Regions from separate parts of the Danio rerio genome. Here region 2 is linked to region 1. Evidence: chromatin contacts called from public Hi-C data. All regions are on one chromosome and are shown on one strand. Each heading gives the region's core, a stretch centred on a gene start, on an enhancer-like site or on the middle of the called end of the contact. The rest is flanking DNA. Distances are from core to core; before and after follow the strand shown.

The links. Hi-C and Micro-C count contacts between places; a contact is called where the count stands out from the background.
Region 2: a Hi-C map of hematopoietic stem cells shows a contact between it and region 1, with 5 times the contacts expected there. The contact joins the promoter of si:dkeyp-44a8.2 here to the promoter of slc44a1b in region 1. A contact is called at or near these places in 3 of 18 Hi-C or Micro-C datasets (caudal fin, hematopoietic stem cells and an unstated tissue) and 2 of 4 datasets of contacts at active chromatin or transcription factors (caudal fin and embryo).

Annotation. Positions count from the first base shown.
Region 1 is chr14:6,938,995-6,944,859 of GRCz12tu, reverse strand. It overlaps slc44a1b (solute carrier family 44 member 1b), which reads left to right and starts at 2,670. Exons shown (of 14, transcript XM_073922502.1): 1 at 2,670-2,805.
Region 2 is chr14:7,146,156-7,152,256 of GRCz12tu, reverse strand. It overlaps si:dkeyp-44a8.2, which reads right to left and starts at 4,638. Exons shown (of 4, transcript XM_068213297.1): 1 at 4,431-4,638; 2 at 1,594-1,694. All of the region lies in intron 15 of adam19b (ADAM metallopeptidase domain 19b), which reads right to left.

The sequences.
Region 1 (5,865 bases), core at 1,421-3,920:
GGCTTTAAACAGACTAAAAACAAGTGAAACAGAGCAAACATGCTGACTAAGGAAGTGTGTGACCGACACGTCAAGCTGTTTCATCACATTCAAGGGGAAAGTTCAGGCTGCACGAGTTTAAGGAGTAATCCTGCTTTGTTTATGAGGCCAAAGCTAAAAACAGCCTCCCGCAGATGTGAAAGAGACTTCAAGATCTCTTCTAAAAATCTTTAATTACTGCATAATAAGATGAGATGTTTGCTGAAACTGCTGAATATTGCACATACACACAATGTAGGGGAGTAAATTAAATGTTCCACCCAGCTGTGGAGATAATGGTGGTCATGACCCTTGCTTTTACAGTACATACACGTGGAAAGAGATAGATAATAATGAATTCTCATAATAACATGAAACAATTAATTAAAAATACAATTGATTAAGTGAATAGCTACATATCGTCGTCACCATATACTATATAACAACATTTCTATATAATAACTTTAACTGATCAGTAAACAGTCATTAGTTAATTAAAGTAATTGGTAAGTAATAAAACTATGGTACCTATTAATCATACGGTTTTGAATTTGATTGTAATGCAATAATGTGCACCTTTTGTAAAGATGTTTTAAAACAATAATTTTTGAGAAAAAATTAAAAATTAAACTTGAAATTAGTTGAATATTTTAATTGAAATCTATATTGTAATAAATGTTGCTATGTGATCAGCAGATGGACAGCTATTTGGGTTAAATGCAGATTTCAATACATTGCCTGATCTCTCTTTTGTCACATACTCATGTTTCTTTTTTTTTTTGGATTTTAAAGCAGTACAACCCGGCTGTGATTTCAACAGTCAAAACAAACAAACAAACTAATAAAAAAAAACTGTAATGTTTGTCTGTAAATGTTTCCCAGAGATGGGTTGCGGCTGGAAGGTGATCCGCTGCGTAAAAATGTGCTGGATAAGTTGGCGGTTCATTCCGCTGTGGCGACCCCACGACAAGAAAATGAATGAATGAATGAATGAATATCGTCAAACGATTACATTTTTTTGTAGATTTAATAATAAATTAAACCAGTATATTTAACATTTAAATTAAAAAAATTGTAACAAAAATATCTATAAATAAAATTATTCATTCATTCATATTCTTTTCGGCTTAGTCTCTCTATTAATCTAGGGTCACCACAGCGGAATGAACCGCCAACTCATCCAGCATATGTTTTATGCAGCGGAAGCCCTTTACGCTGCAACACATCACTGGGAAACATCCATACACATTCATTCATACACACGAATATTTAGCTTAACCAATTCACCTGTACCGCATGTCTTTGGACTGTGGGGGAAACCAGAGCACCCGGAGGAAACCCACGTGATCACAGGGACAACATGCAAACTCCACAAAGAAATGCCAACTGTCCCAGCCGGGGCTCGAACCAGTGACCTTGCTGTGAGGCGATTATGCTACCCACTGCGCCACCATGATTCCCTAAATAAATGGATTCAAATATAATTAAAAATGTGCCTTAAGTTGCAGGTATATTGTTTAGCAATAGCCTAAAATACATTAATTGAAACGATCATTTATACCAAACATCATTAGAATATTAAGTAAAGATCATATTCCATGAAGACATTTAGTAAATTTCCTACTGTAATATGAAGACTCAATTTTTGATAGACAATATGCATTGCTACGAACTACAGTTTTTGGGGCAACAACTTAATTGTTTTATGTTTAATCCACTTAAATTTGTAAAAACTAATAAGTTAACTTAATTCCTTTATGTTGTCTCAACACAAATCGATTGTGTGGCCCTACTGAAAAAAACAGCTTAAACCAGCCTGGGCTGGTTGGCTGGTTTTAGCTGGTCGACCAGGCAGGTTTTATAGGGGTTTTGGCCATTTCCAGGCTGGTTTCCAGCCATTTCCAGCCTGTCACTTCCAGGCTGGTCAAGCTGGTTTTAGCTGGATTTAGCTGGTCCTTTTTCAGCCTGACCAGCTAAGACTAGGCTGGAAATGGCTGGAAACCAGCCTGGAAATGGCAAAAACCCCTCTAAAACCAGCCTGGTCAACCAGCTAAAACCAGCCAACCAGCCTAGGCTGGTTTAAGCTGGATTTTTTCAGCAGGGTTAACCTGACTTTTTTTTACAGTTAACTGCAGCTATGTTTATATATAATAACTTAAACTTTTAAAAGCTGGTTAACAGTTACTTAGTCAACTAGTTAATAGTTAATTAGTTAAAGTTATTAGTAACTAATAAAGTTATGGTAAATAATAACCATAACTTTTTTTTATTTTGATTGCAATGCTGTATGATGTGCAACTTTTGTAAAGCTGCTTTCAAGCAATAATTATTGTGAATTATTATCCAAGTTTGTTATCCAAATAAACTTCAATAGAATTGAATTGGTCTACGTCAGTGGTGAAAACGAAAGCCGAATTCTCGTAAAAGTGTTTGTTTTGAGTCTTGTGTATTCGTTGTGTCCGATCACCCTCTAGTGGACAGACACGTTAAAGCACAGTCAGCTTTCACAATAAAATCACAATATAATGTTGTTTACAGTAAACTGAGAGGATTTTCTTTCTCTTTTCTCTCCCCCCTCTCCCTCTCTCTGTGACACACACACGCACACAATAAGTCACTATGTTCTCTCTCTCCCTGGTACTACAGAGAACAATGGAAACAATGCAGCTGTTCTGTGGAGACTTCACTGCTCACTCACTGACGCTGTGATGCTGCACACCGCCGAAAATGAGTGAGGTGAGACGGTCAGGATCAGGCTCCTATCGCCCGAGGTCCAGCTGGATAAAGGTGAGACACTCTTATTAAACGTTATAGATCAATTTTAATACAGACAGACTCAAGAAAAAGTTTTTCGATAGTTTCTGTTTGGCTTGTTTGTCTCGTATGGGCCTACCCAGAAACAAATGTATTGACGTTACAGTATGATACTTTCTGCTCGATTTTATCTGACATTTCTGATCAGCTATTTAGTTCGAAATGGTGAAAAAGGTGTTATTTCTACACATGCACGAGTTAAATGGGTACTTCACTTAAAAATATACTCTTATTTTAGTCTCCCTCAAGTGGTTCATAGTTTCTTTATTCTGTTAAACTCAAATGAAGATACTTTGAAGAATGCTGAAAGCTGTAACCATTGACTGCTGCCAAACAAATACTGTGGAAGTCAGTGGTTACAGGTTTCCAGCTTTCTTCAGAATATCTTATTTTGCGTTTGGCAGAAGAAAGAAACTCAAACTGGTTTGGAACAAGGAAAAGGAGTAAATGGTGACAAAAATTTACAGTTTTAGTTCAGTTTCTTATTTATTTTATCACTTGATTTTTAAATCAACAATAAATGATCAATAAGTTATGACAACACTTGTTTTTATGTTAATCCTAATGTATTAAACCAAGTTAATCATGTAATGTTTAATTTCATTTCAGTTAAAATGACTCATTTAAGGCAACCAGGTATTTCCTACACTGCAATAAATGTGTTGCTCCCTTTAACTTTTAAGTTGAATCTAATTAGTTGTATTAGTTGTTTCAACTTACATCAATAACAATGACGTAAACATCAAGTTAAGTGTTTTTTAGCGCTCTGTAGATTTAGACTAAGAATTTATGTTAGATTGGACAGTAAGTATGTTTGCATCGATTTTAATATGATTAAGACAACAGTCAACCATGTAAACAGCTATTTTTGATTACCTCAATCTGACTTAAATCATAGTTTATCTGAAATCAGATTAAGAAATGTGTTGTATATTTATTTTAGTCACATTATTAAAGTGCAGTACAGACATGTAAACACCTTAATCAAACTATTACTGTGGTGTAGGATTTTCGCCTCATTTTGTGACAGGATAGTCTATACACACGGCTATTTGACACTATTTTCTTATCGATTCCACAGACACACACAGACTGCGAAATGCAGAGGGTTTTTTTCTCCCATTCGGCGTGCGGTATCAAATTCCATTAAAACAACACTCTTCTAGCAGTTCATACTGACATCCAAAATCTTGTTTGTCATGGGGGGCATACATGAAATGTTCCTGGATGAAAGCGAAAGTGCCAAACTGCAGTTAAAGTCAACAAATAAAAAATGAAACGCCTGAAATGACATGAAATTCTGGAGGAAATGTGGATATCGTGGTGACGCAATGACGTTAATCAAATTATGTGCTATAACATGTAAAACGGGTTTATGAAAGGAACATTTAGAAAGCAACTCATGTAAACACCTTGATCATATTATTGTCTTATTCAGATCAAGGCAAAAAAATTCGATTACTGATGTCCATGCAAACGTAGTCACAAGTCCCAACCCTAGAAAAAAGGTGTTCCTTCATTTTGATGACAACCTTTCAACAGGTTTGTAGTAAGCCAATGTAAGGTTAATTGCATAATGCAAATCTTAAATTCATGCTAACAAACAACTGATCAAAAGAAATAGATTAATGCAGTTAAAATTAAAATGTGTATATTTTGTGGAATAAAATATTTTCTAGTCATCCACTATATCTCTGTGGTTTAAAAGGATGGGTTCGGGCACCATTTTTTTCACCAGTATTGTTTTAAAAGTATCAATTTAGCACCGTTATCGTTATACTCATTTAAGGCAGCCAGGTATTTTCTACACTGCAATAAATCGGTGGCTGCCTTAAATGTTTTAGTTGGATCTAAGTAATTTTATTAGTCGTTTCAACTTACAGAAATTAAAATGACTTAAAACATCAAGTTAAAACTGTAGCTTTACACTAAGAATCTCTTAGATTAGACAATGTGTGTATACTGTAAGAATACTTCTACTGGTGTGTCTATATATGTGTGTACATACTTATATATTGAATAATTGCTGAAGAAACTTAACTTTCTCAAAATGTATCTAATTAGGCACTAGTTTTTAATAATAAATAACTACTAGTGTATAAAGAAAGTTTTAGCACCTAATAATTACTAGTATACAAATTGCACTTGTATAATTGAATACATATTAGTCAACAATGAATAGATACAGTGCATCCATATCAGCCCCGGGACATTATATAGGCAGGTGTATGCCTTTTCAAATTATATATATATATATATATATATATATATATATATATATATAAGTCCAATTAAGCTGTTGAAACATTTCAAGAATGATCAGTGGAAACAGAATCTACTTGCGCTCAATTTAGAGCTGTCCTCCTGGCCTTCATTGGAAAAACTGGGCTGTGAATCCATACCACATCACAAGCAGAGAACCCAAATAAAGAGTCTTTAACACTTAATTTATGTCCAATCGCCAAAACAGGAAACTCATTAAAACTCGCAATTCTAACTTTAGAACTCAGAATTCTGACTTTATAACTCGCAATTCTGACTTAATAACTTGGAATTCAGACTTAATAACTCGCAATTCTGACTTAATAACTCTCAATATTGAAATTATAACTCGCAATTCTGACTTAATAACTCGCAATTCTGACTGAACAACTCGCAATTCTGACTTAATAACTCTCAATATTGAAATTATAACTCGCAATTCTGACTTAATAACTCGCAATTCTGACTGAAAAACTCGCAATTCTGACTGAAAAACTCGCAATTCTGACTGAAAAATTCGCAATTCGGACTTAATAACTCGCAATTCTGACTTAATAACTCTCAATATTGAATTTATAACTCGCAATTTAGACTTAATAACTCTCAATATTGAATTTATAACTCGCAATTCTGACTTAATAACTCTCAATATTGAATTTATAACTCGCAATTCTGACTTAATAACTCGCAATTCTGACTTTATAACTCGCAATTCTGACTTTATAACTCGCAATTCTGATTTTAAAACTTAGAATTCTGCATTAATAACTC
Region 2 (6,101 bases), core at 3,389-5,888, 210 kb before region 1:
CATTGCGTTAAAAGCAAAAATCCATATTGTCGGCTCATTTACAAGTCACCTAGAGTTAAACAGTTACGTTTAACCAATTCAGACAATCTAAGGGTTTGCCAAGAGCTCTTTTAGCTTAGCATAAATTATTGAGGCACAATTATCTAACTCAGGACTGTCTTCACCTAGCTAGAGACTATATTCAGGCACTGCACAATATCACTGCGCCTGCTGCAGCCATGGTACGACAGCAAAGTTCCTTGATTATTAAACCAGAATGAGTATATAGTTCCAAGAATAGCAACTTTCATTTTCCACTGATCTTAGTACATGATTTATTTATAGAATAGTCAAGCTTTAAATAGGAAAATTATGAAAACTCGATTTGAAAATTTCTAAGCAAGATGCTAATGGTCTAATCCGATTCAATAGTTTATGCTAAGCTAAACTAAAAGTGCTCCCACCAGACCGAGAGTGCTCTGTTAAGGCTTGTTACTTTAATAACATTTCAAGTAATGCATTTAGTTCTAAGAAATGACAACATATGCTGCTTTTTTATTTTGCATTATGACCTGGATAATGTTTACATTCCCTAGAGAAAGTATGCTAATGGTCTAATCAGACTCAATAGTTTATGCTAAGCTAAGCTAAAAGTGCTCCCGCCAAACCCAGAGGGCTCCGTTATGGCTCATTACTTTAATAACATTTTTAAAGCAATGCATTCAGCTCCATGAAACGACGACATATGCAGCTTATTTACATTTGATTATGACCTAAATAATGTTTAAATTCCCAGAGAAAGTAGTACTATTTGTATTTTTGCTGTAAGATTATTTTAACTGCATTATATTTTAGGCATATTTTGCACTTAACTTTAAAGTTACCCCAATCATTCTACAACTATCAGTTGTTTCCAAAAAAGATAGCTCCGGTATATGATTCTGACGGTATGATTGCCTTGGATAAAAATATCATGGTTTCACAGTATTGTGCTTACTGCTCTAAAATATGCTCTTTTTGAATGTCTGGGTAAAAAACAAAAACCTTTTTCCCCTTTGAACACAATATATTTTATTATGAAAAACATTTGAAATATTTTGGAGCAGTAAACATTTCAGGCTAAATGAATAAAATAAATCATTGACTTTTGCTGTCTTCATTATTACAATTTAAAACAGCATCTTTTCTGCTGGAGATCCTGTTGTCCTAGAAAACTAAAAATATCTTACATAAACCGTGGGAATGGTATAACAGAACATTTTGGTGGCTTTAAAACCTTAACTTTTCCAAACCTCGGTATACCCTGAAAACTGGTGTCGTCCCATGCCTAGGCAGGGTTTAAATTTTGCTCATCATTTCCTTGTAGCAAACTAATGGTAAAAGGGGTGTGGTCATGAATATTGTGAATGAAGTCATCAAGCAAATGATAAAAAAACAAAAAAGACTTTGAAAAACCAAAACAAAAAAATTCAGTGGAGCATATAGCAGGGATGATTTGTTCATCTAAAAAACAAAAATGCACTAGCAAAACAACAAACACTGTAAATTCTGATTTCACACAAGCTTTAAACTGTCTGTATTGACAAATAATTGATTATGAAACAGTGTTTCCACCTGTGCTTGGTGTTTAGGTTTGAGGGGAGGGACAAAGTGATGGACGGTGCTGATGTTGAAAGCTTGTCCTCTCTGAAGTCCTCGTTTAGCATCTTCAACTCCTATTAAAAAAAAAAGGCAAAGTTTAAAATGTAACCTTTGCTGTGCCATAAAAAGCACAAGACAATATGACAATTTTCTATTACTTTAACGAATAATAAAGATAACATATGGTAAACACTGGTTTATATAAAAAAAAAATTTATTTATTTTTTTTTTATTAGAAGATACAAAAAGGTACACAATTTGAGATGACACAAATACAAAAACTATGAAACAATAACAAAAAACAACAACAACAATACAGTCAAATATACTGGCAGGTGCGGGTGTTTGTGCATGTGTGCATGTATATGTGTGTGCATGTAAAGGAAACTTGGTAAACAGTTCAGAGTACATACAAAAGGTACAGTAACATTCACTCAATGAAGCAAGTAACATATTATATATATATTATAAATATATATATATATAAATATATATATATAAATATATATATATATATATATATATATATATATATATATATATATATATATATATATATATATATATATATATATATATATATATAAACGAAAAAAAAACAGATATAAAGAAACCAGTCAGTGATGAGTGATGACAGTAAACAAGCAAGAGAGGACAACAGCAATAATCATCATCATCAACAACAACAACAACCACTACAATGATAATAATAAGAATAAATCAAAAGTACTACAATAACTACTACTACAGAGAGCTTCTAATGTTATGGCTATTACTACTGCTACTACAGCCACAACCACTACTACTACTACAAAAATGTCTGCTACAACTACTGATACCATTACAATGACTACTACATCTACTACTGATACTACTACAGCAATGCCTGCTACTACAACATCTTCATTAACGTCTACTACTTCTGATACTACTACACCGACAACGACTACTAATACTACTACTACTACACATCCACTACCTCTGATACCACTATACCAACGACATCTACTACTACAAATACTACTTCAAAAAATAAATAAATAAATAAATAAATAACCCAACTATAACCACTACTACGACTATGACTACTACTACAACAACTACAGCAACCTGAATAATGACAGTTTTAGAAAAACTTGTAAAAATGATAATGAGGAGATAACAGGACAAGTCAGGACAGTAGTAATAATAATAATGATAACAAAAGTAGAAGTACTAATATTAATGAAAATAGTGAGGAGGTGGGGTGGGGTTGGGAATTCAGGTAGAGGACAAATAATAATAATAATTAGTAGGAAAAGGAAAAAGAAGAAATAGAAGATTAGAGAAGAAAGTAAAAAAGGAAAGCAAAGAAAGAGTAGAAGAAGAAAAGGAAAATAAAAAAGCAAGTGGAAACAAATTGCAGCAGACAAAACAATGAGAATATTAAGAGAAAAAACATTACTATAATAATGGTAATATACTCAAAGAAAAGAATTATATTGAAAAGAAGAATTTAGGTAACACTATGATGAATTATTAATAAAAATGTATTTATGTAAACGATTTGAAACTTGACCATTTATCTATCATCATCCAAACAACTTACACAATAAAAAAGGGGAAACAAAAATCCATACCAAGAACCTCAGATATCAACTATATTGGAAAAAAACAATAAATCGGTGTTTTAGATTGGGGTAAAGCTGAGGTTATATTCACAGTCTGACTTTCTCCTTAATCTAATTTCAGAAAAGTATTGTTTGCAAATTCTTAATAGGGATATCATATAGTACCAATGACAATCTAAATAAAACATTGTTCACAGTCCATTAAATAGTGGTAATGTTGTTATTAAGTCATATTTACATGCGATTTCAGACAGTATTCAAACAATCTTGGTAAACAAACAGGGACCACTTCACAACCCTAATGGTCAAAACTTACTACCGTTTAAAAAAATGAACGAATGTGTGCACATAAAACCCTTTATTGAAGTAAATTTTGTTTTATATTCTCATTTTTATGACTTTCTCCTAAATAATTATTTCAGAAAAGCATTTTTGTAAATTCTAAATAGTGAAATCATATTAGCAGCTAAAGACTATCACAGTAATTTACAACATTCACAATTAATTAAATAGAGCTAATGTTGTTTTGAAGTCCTGTGTACACTTCAAGTACCATGGTAAATAATATAAGGTGTGTGTCACAAGTTGTCACAGAACGAATGTGCAAATATAAAACCAATTTTAACGTTTCCTTAGTGCGTTTATTGAGGTAAATTTGGTTTTATATTCACACACTCGTCGGAATTTCTCTTTAATAATTACTTCTGAAAAGTATTCTTTGTAAATTCTAAATAGTGAAATCATATTAGCAGCCAAAGACTGTCACAGTACAACATTGTTCACAGTCAATTAAATAGTGCTAATGTTGTTTTGAAGTCCTGTGTACACTTCAAATGTTCAAAGTAACCATGGTAAACAATATAGGTAGCGTGTCACAAGTTGTCACTGAACGAATGCGCGAATAAAACACCAACTTTAAAGATATCTCAGTGCGTTTTAGCACTAAAGCTTAGCATTCATATCACCAGTCTGACATCATCCAACGTTAGCTGTTCGCACCTTGCTAACTGCTCGTATATAACAACAAACCACCAAAGGGAATATAATAATAGCGCATGTCAACATTAATCGATTTCTTCTAATGTATATTTGTATTTACAGAACGTCAAACGTCCTATTTAATGTTAAACTGGCTGCAGTCCAAGCACTAGAAGCTTCGAGCGCTGATAAACAGGCCGTTGTTTACAAGACAGAACCCACCTTTTCCGCGCTATAGCTCGTTTATTATCCGATCCAGCGGGGTCATCCATTTGCTCCATGATTATTAAATTAAATATTCGCTGTTGATATGCTGATCAAGGCGGAAAATCACCGAAATTTTTAGGTTAAAGGCCTTTTTTAAGCGAACGTACGATTATCAGGGACAACAAGAACAAGGCGTACGGCCAAAATGACGGACAGGAAGTTCAAGGTTGTAGAGTAAAAGTCCCCTTCTTGCTGGCGAATGAGGGCGTTGACTTCCGGCACACCTCCAGCAGAGCCCAATGAAACCATAAGGACGTTTTATGGTATGTTTTGATGGCTGAGCACGAAAATAAAATATAGTTCATGACAAAAAATACGAATGGTCATGCACATATTTTCTATTAATGACCAGCACGTCATGTGGAGGATATAAACTAGATATTTTCCATATAAAATTGAAGTCCTTCATGCATCTACACTTTATAATGTTATTGTCTTGTTTTTTCTTTGTCTTCCTTTTTATGGAAAATATATTTTGTTTTTTCGCCATATCTAACACACATCTGTGACCGAGATTTGTTGATAAAAAAGTGGAGTTAAACATTTTCAGAGGGATATGCAGTTTTGATGGTCTTTGTCGGAAATATATTTGTGAATTTCATATATTTAGACTGCTTTAAGCAATAATGAGTCATATATTTAGGCTATTTCAATTCTGTTTATCCCATTAAGGTAATTATATTTTAGAGATTTTATGTTCTTATAAATTTCATACAATGGTATACACAATCTGACAAAAGTCTTGTCCTTGTTCCCAGTTGTAAGAGCGACAAATAATAGCTTGACTTCTAGTTGATCATTTGGAAAAGTAGCAGAGGGTAATTTTTTTTTTTTGATGATTCATCTGTTGAGCTGCATTCCAATCATCACAGATACTGCAGAAAACCTACTACTGGAACCAGCATGGACTCAAGATACTCACTAGAAATTAGTCAAGTTTGTTGAAGGAAAAATCATGGTTTGGGGTTACATTCAGTATGGGGGCGTGAGAGAGATCTGCAGAGTGGATGAAAACATCAACAGCCTGAGGTATCAAGACATTAGTGCTGCCCATTACATTACAAACCACAGGTGAGGGCAAATTCTCCAGCAGGATAGCGCTCCTTCTCATACTTCAGCCTCCACATCAAAGTTTCTGAAAGCAAAGAAGGTCAAGGTGCTCCAGGATTGGCCAGCCCAGTCACCAGAAATGAACATTATTGAGCATGTCTGGAATAAGATGGAGGAGGCATTAAAGATGAATCCAAAGAATCTTGATGAGCTCTGGGAGTCCTGCAAGAACGCTTTCTTTACCATTCCAGATGACTTTATTAATAAGTTATTTGAGTAATTGCAGAGATGTATGGATGCAGTCCTCCAAGCTCATGGTAGTCATACACAATATTAATACTTTTTCCACTGCAGCATGACTCTTTATTTTATACTGTACATTATTTCTGTTTTGTGACAAGACTTTTGTCTAAGCAAAGTCAGACCTTACTGTCTTAAATTATTAAAAATCAAGGCATGATCGTATTTTATTTTGGTAAAATAAGCGTAATAGAGGCCTTTGCCTTTCATATAAGCCACTTCTGATATTAAATGATCAACTAGAATAATAATAATTCCACAAATTCAAGCATTTAT